2 separate regions of the Dromaius novaehollandiae genome follow, and region 1 is linked to region 2. Evidence: chromatin contacts called from public Hi-C data. All regions are on one chromosome and are shown on one strand. Each heading gives the region's core, a stretch centred on a gene start, on an enhancer-like site or on the middle of the called end of the contact. The rest is flanking DNA. Distances are from core to core; before and after follow the strand shown. Region 1 overlaps PRKACB (protein kinase cAMP-activated catalytic subunit beta). Region 2 holds the start of SAMD13 (sterile alpha motif domain containing 13).

Region 1 (2,858 bases), core at 233-2,732, 66 kb after region 2:
AGTTTCACACACAGAAATAAAACCCTCTTTTGCTATGTCAGAACTGGGAGCGTCCTCCTTTGTGTTAAACAAAGGTTAACCACAAATGTTTTACAGTCAAAAATAAACAGGAGTTTTTAAGATAACGCACTGTATTTCTTGACAGGATCTTGAAAAATGGTTCTATGCTGTAAAATAAGTTCCAGATCACCTATAGCTAACAAATATTTATGTCTCGATTCTAACCTTGAAACTTAACATTTTCCTGCATACTTACAAAGCTGAATCTCAGCCTGCCTGTTTAAGCATATTCTACTTCTTTTTAAGGGCTAAATAAAATTTCTCCATCCTCCGTTATTTCCTTTAAAGAAAAAGAAAAAAAGCTTTAAAATTAATCGTTCCCTTTTTCAGCACTGGCCTTTGCCCAAAAGCAAGAAAGACATACCAAGATATTTTCTGTATGTTTATTTTGTTCATAATCTATGGAAAAATAATTTAAAGAAGCCTGATAAAGGGATACTAGAAGAAAGCTATTTTTAGAATTCAAAGGAGAAATCTTCTTTATTTGCTTTAAAAATATATGGCTTGATAAAGCGCATTCTTCCCTTTATGCTTCAGTTCTTTCAACAATGAAAGCCCAACTTTATTATTTATTAAAACAGGAGTGAGGAATCACTTGATACAAAATAATATGTTAGTGAGGATTCCTCCATTTTTAAAACCTTGTAGATGTTTCTGAATTTAGCGGGTCTCCTATTGACCAGTAAAATATTTATAAGTTGACAGATGCTGTCAAACCATTTCAGAGAGTTATATGACAAAGATATGACATTTTCAAATATGAGGAAAAAATGTCACTGTCTAATATTTTGAATTAGAAGATGCTACAATTCATAAGCATTCAATAGCTCATAGTTTTACAACTTGTTAAAGAATATACACTGAGGAACCCAGTGTGCTGTTCTGTACAGTTGTGACGGAAAGCTGAAAGAAAAAGACAAAGTATATAGATATCCATTTAATAACTAAAAATCAAAAACTATTTTAATAGAAATTATGTGAATAAACACAAACCATATTATGTTTTGCCAGACATGCATATTTCAGAAGGAATTATGGGTAGAAGTAAGGCAGAAAAAGGCTTCTTGAAAAAGCAGATGTATTTTTGATTTTTTTATATGCTTTACATACAGCACTGGGTCACTAGCTTGCATTTCTTTCTTAAACAGACAAAAGGAAGAGCAGTATTCATTAATATCTTACAGATTTAATGCCTGTCCTGAAATTTTGAAAGAAAGATTTTTCATAATGTATACAAGCAAAATAAAGACAACAAATAACTTCCCTGTTTAATAAAACACAAGAGAGTAAAACCACAGAGTTTTACTGTACTTTTACATGTACATTTTTTCTAAAAAGGTTAACCCTTATAAGCGGGTGCCTCTGAGAGCAGTACTAAAGCTGGGACTGCAGCACTTCTATAAATAGTACTGCCAAGAGGAAGTTGTTGCTATGGAAATGCTGGTCATATTTCTATTTTGATTCGGTAGATCTCTACTGGCATCTACCGTACACAAGCTTAACTGCAGCAGACATCGAAACACGCTCACCTCTTCTCAGGAGGCATAAACACTTGCATGGTCCGACAGCGTAATTTATTCTTTTCCCATGCTGATACAAAAGGAATGGACACAAGAAGAAAACCAGAGTATAGAGAAACAAACAAAACCAAGAAGTAGCAAACCATCCTTGCACTCAGCATCTCACTGCTAGTATGCAAGCTAAAAACGCTCACTTTTCCTGTCAGTTCTCTTGTCAAAATTTGCTAAATTCATCATCCAAGACAATTTTATTTTTCGTTTACATGTACCATGGCAGAAATCAAGTTCTCATTTCTATCAATTTCTATACATTTCCGTGCTGTTTTGAGATCACATAGCTTATAGGTGTAATCCTGAATCTAGTTCTGGGAAGCAAGAGGACAGAGATCCTTTGCATTACAAGTGAAGTCTTCCAACACACTGACCAACTGCTTGTTAGGAGACAGCCCTTCGCACCCAGAGAGGACAGTACGCCTCTCCTAACAGGGCTCCCTCCCGCTTGCTTTTCCTACAGCTTCCTTCAGGATGGTGTTTACAGTCTGTCCTCGATAGTGTTTACAGTCTGTCCTCAACATTGCTCTTGAGCACCCGAGCTATCTACTTCAATAGGACAAGAGAGAAAGAAGTCAGTCCCCACCAAAAGCACACCTGGCAGACAGCTCGTTCAGATCAGTCATTTATGACTTTCTCTCCTGCGGCCCTGGATGCTCAAACAGTTCCTCAACCGCAAGCACAGAAGTGTCTCACTTCTGGACTAATCAATAGTGGCCACACTGTGAGGCACAGGTTTCCAGAGCGTGAATAAAGAGTACACAATAGCTCCAGAATAAAACAAGAATTTAGCAAAGATACATCTTTGAAATAGCTGCTTGGTACATAAACAAATACAAGAAATCTTCAGAAATAACTTGAAGAATCTGCTTAGCTCATGCTCTTTGAGATCAAAAGCTACTTCTACACTTATTTTACAGCAAAGTTTAATACAGTTTGACATGAAATCGCAAGTTATTTTGTACAAATCCTCTTACTTCTCAGCAGAAGAAAAGTAGTTTAAGATCTGTGTAAATGTGTTTTGCTAGACATGCATAAGAATAGTTGTCCTCCAAGACTTTAACTAAAATGCTCTTGCTTTTGGACAAATGAGGTCTGGAAAAAACAGGCAGATAGGTGTATGGACCTATTTAAATTAAAATCCAAGATTAAATTTTGGAGAAATATAAAATATGACCTCAGTAACTGACAACCTGTAACAAAGCAGACAAAGGCTTTAGTCCACTT
Region 2 (3,155 bases), core at 390-2,889:
GTTTCCCTCCTTGTAGTGTGCTGGAGTATTTCCACCACACAGCTTTTTCTACAACTCCATGGAACACGCAGAGGCGACCAAGGCCTTTTTGTTGCTGTTGTTCTTAAATAAGTCATTCCTATTTCACAGAGCACTAAGGAACTGACCAAGGACTCAGGACATTCTTGCTGTAGCATTAATGGACGCCAGAAATGTCATACAGCTCCGGGAAGTACAGAATAGGGCAATCATACTCTTCAGCTAAAAGTTTACAGAAATAGATGATGCCAAATAATACCGCTGTTAAAAAAAAAGACCATTTATTATACAGTTAGCAGCATTTAAAACACCAAAACCAACAGTTACAAACTAATCAAAAAGGCGTTTCTTCCAGCACTGTTGACCAAATAACTCAATGCATTCTTCCAAACCACTTCTCAGTTCACCTGAGGTGACTGCAAAATGACAACTGCCACAACCTATTTGCAAAATGTTCTCCTCGACACAGTGAAACACAACGAGAAGGCGACACCGAGCTCGCGTGCGGGGTATTGTCGGCAAAGCCCGCAGCCCCTCGCAGCCACCCCAACTTCGGGGGGCAGTGCCGGCGCCCAGCGCTCCCCCTCTCCCCCAGCGGGCGAGGAAGCGGCTCCCTCGGGGGCTGTGTGACACACGTTCACCATTTTACAAGCATCTCGGAAACCATCCGCCAGGCAGCATTACACCACATTGTCATTTTTTGGCTGGAGGGGGGGAAAGTAAGACAGAAAAACCTACCTACGAGCAACTAAACCAAAGCATTGCTACCCGCGGCTCCGGAGCGGCGGAGCCCCCGGCTCCCGCCCCCCCCCCGCCGGCAGCGGGGCGCTCCGAGGCGGCTCAGTTTGACACCGGGCAGCAGCCCCGCCTGGCTCCCGGCCCGCGTGACGCGGGCGCCACACACGGCCCGCACCAACCGCCGCCCGCGTCATGGCGGCCGTTTTAAAGGCGCAGCGCGGCGCCGCCTCGCTGCCGCCGGGTGCCCGCGGCGCGGTGGCTGCCGCGCGGGAGCCATTTGCCACCTGCGCGCTGACAGGGCCCCGGCGCGAGGGTCCCCCCACCCGCACTGCAGCCGTTGGGAAGGGCACCCCGGCAAGTTCGCTGGGGCTGGGAATGGCGGGGGGTGGCGGGAGCAGGGAGAAGCCGCTCCGGAGGCTCGGGCTGCTTGCAGCAGTGTTTACCTGTGGGAAGAGCTCCGGAGGGCACAGCGCTCGCCGCTTCTTTGTTGGGAAGGCTGCCCGCAAGGAGAGCTGCAAATCCTCCCGTATCGTGCTGCAAGAGAGTAGCGCTCAATGCAAGATTCATGACCTGAGTTTCTTGGGACCTCCTTGTAAACATTTCTACTCCTCCTACCAAATGGGATGTATTTAGTAAGAGTTAAAAAAAAAAGGCAAAAAGAACGGCAGACACTTTCAAAGTATAAAGTAACTTATCAGAGGAATCTTTTAAGCAAAGTGAGAAATAGGAACAACCACATCTGCAAGAATTGATAAAATCACATCAAATTAATTTCTGAAATGAGTTCATCAACTTACAATGACACTTGGCTTTCTCTGAAACAGGACCCTTTCAGGTTCAGGATGGTAGAAAGGAGGATTGAGTAAGGGCACCAGAGCTGTGCCACTGCAGGGACCACACAAAGAGGAGATGGAGACAGCGATTCCCCGGGACACGTTACCGCTCTTACTCACGTAAGCATCGTATCTTATTTCACAAATAGACTCATGGATATCCATGGGTCGTCTTTTACAATGAGATACAACTCACAGCGCCCACAAAGAACTAAGCCTGGCCAACCGAGAATAAAATCTAGCCCACGTGGATTAAAACAAATTTTGGCAATCCTCCCCAGCAATTTCTCCTGCCACCCCTTTTTTTGTACTAAACTCATTTTTTTAATTACTACTTCTAAATTTCCCTTGATTTAGGACATTTTCTAATTGTACAAAAACATTATGTAGGTGACACCATCAGCAGTAGGAAAATTAAACAGTAACAACACATCCTGGTTTCTCTGCGCAAATGCTTTGCAAACTTCCCTTCTGTGTGTCAGCCACAGCTCAGAGGGACTGTAATGCTACCACCTTTTGAGCACCCTTAATAGCCTGGATGAGTACAAATTGGTGGGATGTGCTACTTACAGAATTGCTTTCTAAGACAAACCACTCAAAATGACACCCTTACTGTTCAATGCGAGACAAGGTTAGCCATGTCAGAGGGACATTACTACCTACTTGGGGATTCGTACCAAATGAGCTAGTGACCTCAGCCTCATTTCTGCAGAAGAGCCATGACTCCACGAAACAGCTCCCACAGCTGGCATGGGCAGGCGGAGTAAGCGGCGCAGGACTGTCCCAACCACTGCACATCTGTCTCATGCTAGAAGCAGCGTAGTGCATCCTGGCTGCATGGTGATAGAGGAGTTTATGTGACTGCTGCCTGTCTTGTGAACAGAGATTGAAGTCACCAAGCTCCTAACTCAAACTCTTAAGTTACAAGCACTAAAATCACAGGAAGAGTGTAGTTTTGTGCAAAGGGGACTGTTGACAAGACTTCCCCGATTATTTCATTTTGCCAAACTTACATGCTGGCAAATGAATAACCAAAGCTCACAGAAATATGTAAATAATACAATTTGAGCATGCATTGAATATGAGTGCTGATAACTGATAGTAGTGGGAGTCTTCACTGCTTTGGATTTTAAATAAATGCAGATAAACAATTATTAAATATACTGCACACTAAAGAAAACCCTCTTTACTTCCCATCCTAAAACATGCTGTAAAATAAGCCACACAAGGCAATTCTTTTTTGTTTCTCAGGAAATAAGTAGTCTAAATGAGGACATACTGAATTTTCCAGATCAGCTGGTTTCTAACTTTGGTAATGAATTGACATTTGAGGATACAAATATAAGCCAGCTATTTTACTCACACTCTCTCATTCCTTCCATCGTGTTCTTCAATTAATCCTTAGAGTATTTAAAATAAGGCTCACACAGTGTGTGAGTTCCTTCTAAAAGACATTGAACAGCAGAGAGAGAAATTTTAAGAAAATAAGCTGTGGAAAAATTCAATGTGGAGTATGATCTGTGGCTTGTATTTTCATTCAGTTTTGAGGTAAGGTCATTCAATTAA

Evidence for each region. A called contact is a pair of places that touch in the nucleus more often than the background predicts.
Region 1: a contact with region 2 is called in a Hi-C map of brain, with 4 times the contacts expected there. The contact joins the enhancer-like site here to the promoter of SAMD13 in region 2. A contact is called at or near these places in 2 of 4 Hi-C or Micro-C datasets (brain and liver).

The regions. Positions count from the first base shown.
Region 1 is chr8:26,045,454-26,048,311 of bDroNov1.hap1, forward strand. All of the region lies in intron 3 of PRKACB (protein kinase cAMP-activated catalytic subunit beta), which reads right to left. Among named protein-coding and RNA genes, the nearest start is that of PRKACB, 52 kb to the right of the region's middle. Within about 2 kb of position 1,483, at least 2 of the 2 cell types and tissues checked have open chromatin away from gene starts, as enhancers often do.
Region 2 is chr8:25,979,530-25,982,684 of bDroNov1.hap1, forward strand. It overlaps SAMD13 (sterile alpha motif domain containing 13), which reads right to left and starts at 1,640. Exons shown (of 5, transcript XM_026116489.2): 1 at 1,554-1,640; 2 at 1,200-1,290.